3 separate regions of the Mus musculus genome follow, and all the other regions are linked to region 2. Evidence: chromatin contacts called from public ChIA-PET and promoter capture Hi-C data. All regions are on one chromosome and are shown on one strand. Each heading gives the region's core, a stretch centred on a gene start, on an enhancer-like site or on the middle of the called end of the contact. The rest is flanking DNA. Distances are from core to core; before and after follow the strand shown. Region 1 holds the start of Ccdc121 (coiled-coil domain containing 121). Region 2 holds the start of Wdr26 (WD repeat domain 26). Region 3 overlaps Gm39715 (a long non-coding RNA gene).

What was found. Promoter capture Hi-C pulls out the DNA fragments that hold promoters and counts their contacts. ChIA-PET counts read pairs in DNA pulled down with a chosen protein or histone mark.
Region 1: a promoter capture Hi-C map of embryonic stem cells shows a contact between it and region 2, with 2.0 times the contacts expected there. The contact joins the promoter of Ccdc121 here to the promoter of Wdr26 in region 2. A contact is called at or near these places in 3 of 39 promoter capture datasets (embryonic stem cells, hippocampal neurons and neural stem cells), 1 of 115 datasets of contacts at active chromatin or transcription factors (craniofacial prominence) and 1 of 9 other capture datasets (embryonic stem cells).
Region 3: an RNA polymerase II ChIA-PET map of memory CD8 T cells shows a contact between it and region 2, with 45 read pairs. The contact joins the enhancer-like site here to the promoter of Wdr26 in region 2. A contact is called at or near these places in 4 of 39 promoter capture datasets (the HPC-7 cell line, embryonic stem cells, hematopoietic stem and progenitor cells and 1 more), 3 of 115 datasets of contacts at active chromatin or transcription factors (embryonic stem cells, memory CD8 T cells and pancreatic cancer cells) and 1 of 9 other capture datasets (adipose tissue).

What each region holds. Positions count from the first base shown.
Region 1 is chr1:181,510,026-181,512,725 of GRCm38.p6, forward strand. Ccdc121 (coiled-coil domain containing 121) reads right to left here and starts at 1,426. Exons shown (of 1, transcript NM_207280.3): 1 at 1-1,426. The coding sequence starts at 1,360. The coding sequence ends at 389.
Region 2 is chr1:181,210,647-181,213,346 of GRCm38.p6, forward strand. Wdr26 (WD repeat domain 26) reads right to left here and starts at 1,332. Exons shown (of 14, transcript NM_145514.5): 1 at 430-1,332. The coding sequence starts at 791. Gm38664 reads left to right here and starts at 790. Exons shown (of 6, transcript XM_011238899.2): 1 at 790-853; 2 at 1,164-1,400. The coding sequence starts at 790.
Region 3 is chr1:180,920,806-180,923,505 of GRCm38.p6, forward strand. Gm39715 (a long non-coding RNA gene) reads right to left here. Exons shown (of 3, transcript XR_865785.2): 2 at 2,124-2,280; 3 at 1-285. Among named protein-coding and RNA genes, the nearest start is that of Gm32199, 10 kb to the left of the region's middle. Within about 2 kb of position 1,311, at least 112 of the 459 cell types and tissues checked have an H3K27ac peak or open chromatin away from gene starts, as enhancers often do. A contact at or near this core is called in the HPC-7 cell line, memory CD8 T cells and pre-B cells, where this site is marked.

The DNA.
Region 1 (2,700 bases), core at 176-2,675, 300 kb after region 2:
ACAATTTAAAATAAGATTCTTATTTGCTTCAAATGGCCCAAAATACATAGAACATGTAAGCTATACACTATACTTTGTGGACTGCAGAGTACACATTAAGAAAAAAAAAGTGTGGTAAAATACATGTCTTAACTAGGTACTCTGAGAATTTCAAATGCTACTATAAAAATGGGTGGTATAACCCGTTAAAAAGTTTTCCAAGTGTTCTAAATCTCCGGAATCTACAACAGCCCCAGGGACACAGACAGTGAGGATGTGGGTCCCAGACAAGGAGCACGACCCCATGCTGCAACAACTGCCCTTCCTGAAAGTGTGTTTCTATTTTCCACGAAGGATACTTTTTGGCTTGTAGATTATTCCCTGCGCCTCAATTCAGTTGCAGTAGCTGTTACTTTGAACTTGCTTTTGATTTGGTGCTCAGCATGGTCTTTGAAGCTCTCTGTTCCTTGAGGCGTGGGTTATGACCACGATGATGGCGCTCGCGTTCTGCCTGCAGCCGCTGCCGCCCTCTGGTCAAGGCTTCTAGGTACCACTGCTGCTCCTTCGCCAGCTGCCGGTGCTTTTCCAGCTGGCTCCTCACAGCATCCAACCTGCCGTACTCCTGGCTCAGTTGCTGAAGCTCCTTGCGTAGCTGCTGGTTCTCCCTGTGGAGACTGCCACAGAACTCAGAATGAGCCTGCTTGGCTGCTAGCGCCAAGGCCTTGTACTTCCTCGTAAGCCCCGTGGTGTTGATCTGCCCCAGCTCCATCAGATGCCACTCTTGCAGCTCCTTCTCCATCAGTGCCTTTTCCCGCAGGAACTGGAAGTGCGCCTCCCGGTCCTTGGTCGCAGTCTCACTTCGGACTTTCTCTTGCTCCTTCTCCAAGGTCTGTATTTTCACGTCCTGGCCCTCCTTTATCTTGTAAACTGGCTTCAGTGCCTGCAACTGCTGCTTCAAATCCTTCTGGGTCTTTCTGCCCTGCAGGAGCTGGGCTTGAAGAGCTGCGTTTCTCTGGTTGTATCTGGATGCCAATTCTTGTCTCTCGCGTTCTATCTCGCCACATTCTTGGACGTACTGCTTCCACAGCTCCTCCTGTTTCTTCTCACACTGTTCCTTATTTTTACGCAGGTATTCCATGAAAAGCTGGTTTTCAGCCTGCACACGGTATTTTTCCTCTAGTAGCTGCCTGCTGTCCTTCAGCAGCCTTTCCCGCCGGCATTTGGTTTCTTGGATTTGCTGGCTCAGCTCCTTCATCGCCACCACTGTCTTCCTTTTTACCCGTTTCTCCAAGCTCGTTAGCAACTTTGGCTTGAGATATGTATTTAGAATAGTAAGGTGTGGTGTTGGCGGGGGTGCATCTCCAGGGCTCTGGGCAAGCATACTCCTTGAATCCCCAGGTCAAGGAGAGTGACTGCAAGAGAGCATGGGATGGTGGTTTGTTGTTTCAGGGCACAGAGTCCTGAGCAAATGTTCCCAAGGTTTCTCCCTCTGGTGGTCAAGGCGACCAAGCGACACTCAGCCTGCCAGGAAGTCAGAGCAGGTCAGAGGCTGTCCAGGGCTTTTCTGACTCTCTTTCCTTTTTGTTAAACAGTCACACTGTTTGTTGTCCAAACCAGTGCCAGGAAGTCCAGACAGGTGTCAGAACAGCATATGTCCTCCCTTCATAACGAGGAGGGTAGAGAAAACAGACCTGCTTGACTTTTAGAGTTTGTCAACATACTCAGCCTGGATTCCAAGTCCGGGCCTCACCACGCAGTGCATGAGGTGGCTGAAGCTGAGAGGGGTTTTAGGCCAGGCCTGTATGAGCACCGATGACCCAGCACCAGTAAAGTCCATATAGAACATCTAAGGTGATTTAGGACAATCATCACTCAAGATTTCTGAACCAGGGGTAAGAGTCCAGAGAATTGGTTTCTGTGGATATATGACTGCAGTTTTAAGGACTACCCGCTAATTGCCTTCTCCCCACTCACAAAGAAACCCTCTGTCCAATCCTCAGAAAGCTCTGAGCCTAAGTGGGGGTCCTTCAGATGCTAAGGTGGCTAAAAGGCCTACCCAGCCTCTGGCAATCGACTGTGCATGGAATGTCCATGTCTTCTGCCTTCTCTTGGTGTGTATAGTCTACATCAGGGTGTCGGGGGCTCTTTCTGCAGACCCAGTTCCTAGTGGGGCCAAAGTTAAGGGCGACTGCAGAGTCTTCTGTATGCTGTTCAGTGTCTCAATCCTTGAATACAGATAAGATCTCTTAGAGTTCATGAAAGGATGTGGAAGCTCTAAGAAGTAACATCTTCGTCCAGGACTATAGGTAGTTGGATCTGTCGGGCCCCCTGACCCCTGACCCCTGACCCCCGACCCCTTTGGCTCCCTTGGCAAGACTGTTATACTCTCCCAGAGAGTGATTCCCTAACTGCCCAAGGATTCTTCCAGTGATGGTTTCCCAGACTGCTCCCTTGAGATTCTGATTTGGGTGTTTTGGAGAGGAAAGAGGGATCTGGGGTTAATGCAATGATTCTTGCCATCAGAGTTTGACAAACACAGCGGTCATATCCCCTCACACCACAGCTCCCCTCACCCCATGGCCCCAAGCTGGAACTCAGCCTGTGCCGGATGCCTTGAAGATATGAAACCACGGGGCTTCTATAATCACTGTCCCCATGAAATCTAAATATAAGAAGACACAATGCCCATGTTGGGTAATAGCTCTGCTTCTATAGGCTCTG
Region 2 (2,700 bases), core at 82-2,581:
TGTCCTTCCTGATTGGTAGTTTGCCTGGGCTGCTGTCGGTCAGGGGTGGGGGTGGGGAGGTGTCCCACAAAGATGCCTCTGAGACACACTTGAAAAACAAATCCTCCAAGGTTCATTATTTCCACCGCTCTGATCCACCCCTCCCCCAGCATAAACAACCTCGGTGTCCGCCTTCCCGGACAGACAATCCTGCTCTGGAGGTGCGCGGGGAGGGGTCGCCCTGGGTTTCCACTACCCCTCCCCAGCCCAGGCGGCTCGGCTGGCCTTAAGACATCGGGCCGATTCCCTTTCCTAGACCTCCCCTCCACCGCCCCCCCCCCCAGGGCTGTCTGTCCCCGGCCTCCTGCGCACTGGGCCCCGGGGTCCCCGCAACCCACCCGGCCGCTCGGCCCCGGCCTGGCCCTCACCAGTTGTAGGACGGACACTTACTTGAGCCCTAGGCCATTGAGGTGCTGTCCTATGAGCCTAATGACATCCTCATCGGACTGCGAGAGCCGCTTCTTCTTCTTGAGGCTGCTGCCCAGCTCGGGGGTGGCCTGGGCGGCGGCGGCGGTGGCGGAGGCCGCGGCGGCCCCGCCGGGAACCCCGTTATTGACACTCAGGCTGTTGCTATTGTTGCCAGCGGCGGAGGGGGCGGCAGGCAGGAGCCCGTTGGCGTGGGCCAGGTCCCCCGCGGACGTCGCCGAAGGGGACGACTCCCCGTTCTGCGCCGACAGGCAGGCGAGCTCCGGGGTCTGGCCCTGGCCCCCGCCGCCCCCGCCGCCGCCTCCTCCCGCCCCGTTGGCCTGCATGGTGCCGCCGCTGACCAGGCTGTGGCCGCTGCTCCGCTGCGGGGCGGCGGGGGCGGCCGGAGGCAGTCCCACCACCACCACCACGGAGGAGGAGGAGGAGGAGGCGGCCGGCGAGGGCGAGGGCGGGGGGGGGAGGCCTGCTCGGCCCGCCGAGGCCCCGGGCTCTCCTGCTCCCTCCGCCGCCGAGGCTCGGGGCTTCTTTCGCGGGGGCGGGGAGGCTCCGCCGGCGTCCGAGTCGGAGGAGGAGGAAGCGGAGGCCAGAGTTTCCTCGCCGAGAGAGGCCGTGGTGGGAGGCCGGCGGGGCGCGGCGGGGGTCGGCGGGGCGGGAGGAGGGGGAGAAGGAGGACCGGGCCCTTCCCCCCCCCTCCGGAGGCGCTCGCGGCGCGGCCCGGGGGCTCGCGGGCACTGGGGGGGGCGCGGGCCCGAAGCTGGGAGCCCGGACGGCGGCGGCGGAGGCGGCGGCGGAGGCAGCGGCCGCCTCGGTGCTGGGTCCGCGCCGCTCCGCTCCCTGGTGTGTTGATTCTTCCCCCAGCTGCTGTCTAATGGAGTCCGGGCGCTGGCGTCACAGGAAATGCCTATACTGCCCTCCTCGCTCACTTCCGGCAGCAGGTATGGAACCTATAGGGGGCTGTCACCCGGCACGTGTGTGTCCGGCGGCCGGGGTGAGGCCGTGGGGTGAAGGCGAGGGCGGCCGGGGGTGGGGGTCCGGCCCCGGCGGGGAGGCGCGACTCAGCACGACCTGGCCCGCCTGTGCGAGGCCGCCCTGGCTCCCCGGGTCAGGCGTGCGAGCTCGGCCTGCAGTAAGTTCGCAGCCTCGCTCCGGGGCCCTGCAGGGTGGGAGGCGGAGATCACGTCCTCGCCCTGCACCCTGAGTGACCCAGAAAGGAGCGAGCGGCCGGCGTGGAGGGGGCCGCAGACGCACTGGCACGGGCCAGGGTGGGGCCGCCGGCGGCCTGGTTTTGCAGCTTGTGACTTCGAGCACAAGGGTGTGCTAGGCCCCTGGCCACCGGCTTCTTGCTCTGCACTCAGGATTTAACCACTGCCTCGGTTTAGGGTGGAAACACTTGAACTTGCACAGCCAAGCACCACACACAGTTGTATCCGTGTCAGTCCAGGACAAGGGAGATGACAGCAGAGCTGAGTGTGCTCCACCCTGGGAAGGCGAAGTCGGCCGTAAACTGCCTTCCCTCTGGGAGGAAAAACAACAACTCGTGGGGGCAAGACGTTTCAAAGGCTGAGGGTGTGTAGAGGCGCTTTGCTTTGGAGTTTTACTAGGTTTGTTTTGTCTTTCTTTTAAGTGCTCGCTCAGATGTCTTGTTCCTGGTTCCTGTACCTCTGACCGAGGGGTGGGATTGGGGCACCGTTTCAGATTCTGGTTTGAAATTTTCAAGTGGCCGGAGTTTCACTGTCCCAGCGCTTTAAACGGCTTTCTTGAGTGGAGAAACACAGCAGCAGAGAACTGAGTAACTATGTTACTCTGTGGCAAATGGTCCATGGGGCCCTAGTCAGTTTCATGGACTTGGGTCGTAGCATGTAGACCTGGTGTGGACAGATATTTTTCCTGACGTGACTTCCATTTGGGAGGAAAACAACAACAAAAAGACCAAACAAACAGACCCAACAGCCTTAAGCAATACATCTTATGTCTCTGAAATTTACAACACTCACAGCTCAGTAATTTTTAGGTCTTTGGGGACAGCCTTTTTTAAATTTAGAAGTGTAATAAAAATTAGCCTATGATTTGTCAAGAATCCTGAGCTCTCTTCATCTTGAGACTGGGAAGAGAGACAGAGACCAGGGCAGTCTTACAGAGATCTAGCATTGTGGCTGTCATGCTTTAAATATGCTTTCAGGTGTCAGCTGTAATTGCAAAGTGACTCACATACGGTGTTTGTATTCACCTGAGACA
Region 3 (2,700 bases), core at 61-2,560, 290 kb before region 2:
ACACACAAGCCTACAGAATCACGCTTTAACTCATGTGCACATACTAACTCGTGCATGCATAAACACCATCACATATCTTCTTTTTTTTTTTCAAGAGGAACAAGACTTTATTGAAACATTAGGTTTAAAAGTTTGGGGGCTGGGGAGATGAGATGGATCAGGGGTTAAGAGCAGTGGTTGCTCTTCCGTAGCACCTCAGTTCAATAGCACCCACATGGCAGCTCACGTCGTCCAGTTCCAGGGGATCCGATGCCTTCATCTGGATTCCGAAGGCACTGATGCATACTACACATACATGAAGGAAAAATGAAGTTTGTCAACTCTGCTCGACAAACCAGCACTGGTGCCTGGAGACCCTAGATAGGCATTTCTGCCCTGGGCACTTTCCTGTGTGCCAACCAAACAGGGAAAGTAACCCGGCCATGTTGGCTTAGATACCACAACCAGAGAAAATCAAGAGCATTTAGCTAACAATTGTTTACAATTTTAAGGCTAATCCGTTTTACCCAGAGTTAACTCACCACACATTCTTACACAAGCACACACTCATATATACTCGGCATCATCCTCACACACGCATAATCACATTTTCATGTGCATACATACTAGCTCACACACACACGTAATAGACTCATGCGCACACAGTAACTGGTGCCCACACTCATGCATGTGCACTCCCCCTGAGGAAGCTTCTGACAAGAGGATTGCCCCTGATGAGAGATGGGAGGTGGAAACTGCCAAGGTCCGTTGGAACGGTTGGTGATTTCAGAGACAGGGATACTAGAGGGAGGCACACATGGTCCAAGGCAAAAATCCTTTCCTCTCTAGAGGACCTCCTTGGCTGCCCAGGGTCACACATATCATCTTGACGCCCTGGGCTGTGTCCAGCCCTCTTAGACTTTCTTAGGTATGGGCAGCTTGCAAGGTAGCCTGGGCCTCTTGTCAATGTGGATCTACAGACAGGCTCTCATCACAACCATCCCTTGACTAGACGTGAGGCCTGGTGCTTTGATCTGAGGTGGGGCTTTCCATGCCCCCGTGACTAGAGTCCTTTTCACTTTGCTGGATAAAAAGCTGAAGAACACTCTGTCAAGTAAAGCTGAGATGCTGGCCAGGTAGGCCCCAGACCAATCAACTCCCTTGTCAGTAGACAAGTCACTCCATTGATAATTAAACAAAACAAAACAAAACAAAACAAAACAATAGAAGGATGAGCTTTAGTGTGGTGTGGAAGTCAGAGGATAGGAACCTGTTCTCTCTTCACTGTGTGGGTCTGGGAACCATGTGACTCTGGGGACTGAAGGCACATTGGTAGGTTTGGTGGTAAGATCCTTTACCCTCTAAGGCCTCTGGGTAGTTAGTCCTGGGCCGCCTCTGATCCTCCCGTTTCTGCTTCCACAGAGCTGAGATCACAGGAGAGTGCTACTATAGTTAGCTTTTTAATTAGCTCTTTGTTCTTCTGAAGGAGAGAGGGCTTCAGAGCCAGGGCTGGCCTGGGAAAAGCATAGTGTTTGGAGGCGAAGGTAGATTATGGGCCCTCCATGCTTGCCTCCTGCCCAGACCTGCTGCCAATAGTGTGATGGGCTTTGCAGGCCCCACCTTCCCCGGCTGTGCTGCTAGACTGTGGACTAAGGCTTGCTGCTGGGTTCTCGCAGGCACCACCACCACCCGAAGCAGTTCCTCTTTCCCCAAGGCACAGCTGCTTCTCTGACCTCACTTCCACATCTGAGCTTTCATCTTCTACTGTAAAGATAAAAATACCCTCGCAGCCTCCCTGGTCCTGATGCTAGCCCAGCCTGTGGCTATCTAAAGTGAGTGTCTCTTGCATCTTCTCTTGGTTCTTTGTCCCTTTGGGCTTTGGGCTTCTCTCCCTCAAGGATCTAGCTACTAGTTATTTTTCCAGAGGCTTCCTTTGTCCTGATCATCAGCCCTGCTGTGTCCCATCCTGCTCTACTACTGATGTAGCCAAAGACACCCCTCTGTCCCCTCCCTGTCCAGCTGACCTCCCCAGGGCCCTGGGTGTGGTCCTCTGAGCATCCCCTGGCTCTGTAGGCTGGTCGCCTCACTCCTAGTCCTTTTCTGCATATCCCTATCCCTGCTCTGTGGGTGGGACCCCTTCTTACTTGGCCCATGCCCTGGGTCTAGAGGCCTGTAGCTGTGACTTGGGCCAGGAGAAAGAACTTCATGTAGGATCATCTTCTTGCCTTCTCTGCAGTAGCTTCTCTGCATCTGCCTCCTTGCTTGGACACATGGCAGTCTCTCCTCACTGTGGTGCAGTATCTGAAAAGTCCCATACCAGACCCCACATCAGCTGGATTTTCTTCTGTGTTATCTTCTATTTTCATCTCTTTTTCTTTTCTTTTTTCTTTTTTGAGATAGGGTTTCTCTGTGTAGCCCTGGCTGTCCTGGATCTCACTCTGTAGACCAGGTTGGCCTCAAACTAAGAAATCTGCCTGCCTCTGCCTCCTGAGTGCTGGGATGAAAGGCGTGCGCCACCAACGTCCGGCTTCTTTCTTTCTTTTTTAACAGTCTCATTCTGTAGCCCTGACTGGCCTAGAACTCATGTGTGACAGGTCTGCCCACCTCTGTATCTTGAGTGTCAAGATTAAAGGAGTGTGCTTCTACATCTGATTATTTTCTTGTTTTAAAAGGCTTATTTTTACAGGTCTAGACAATTATCTCAGTGGTTAAGAGCACTTA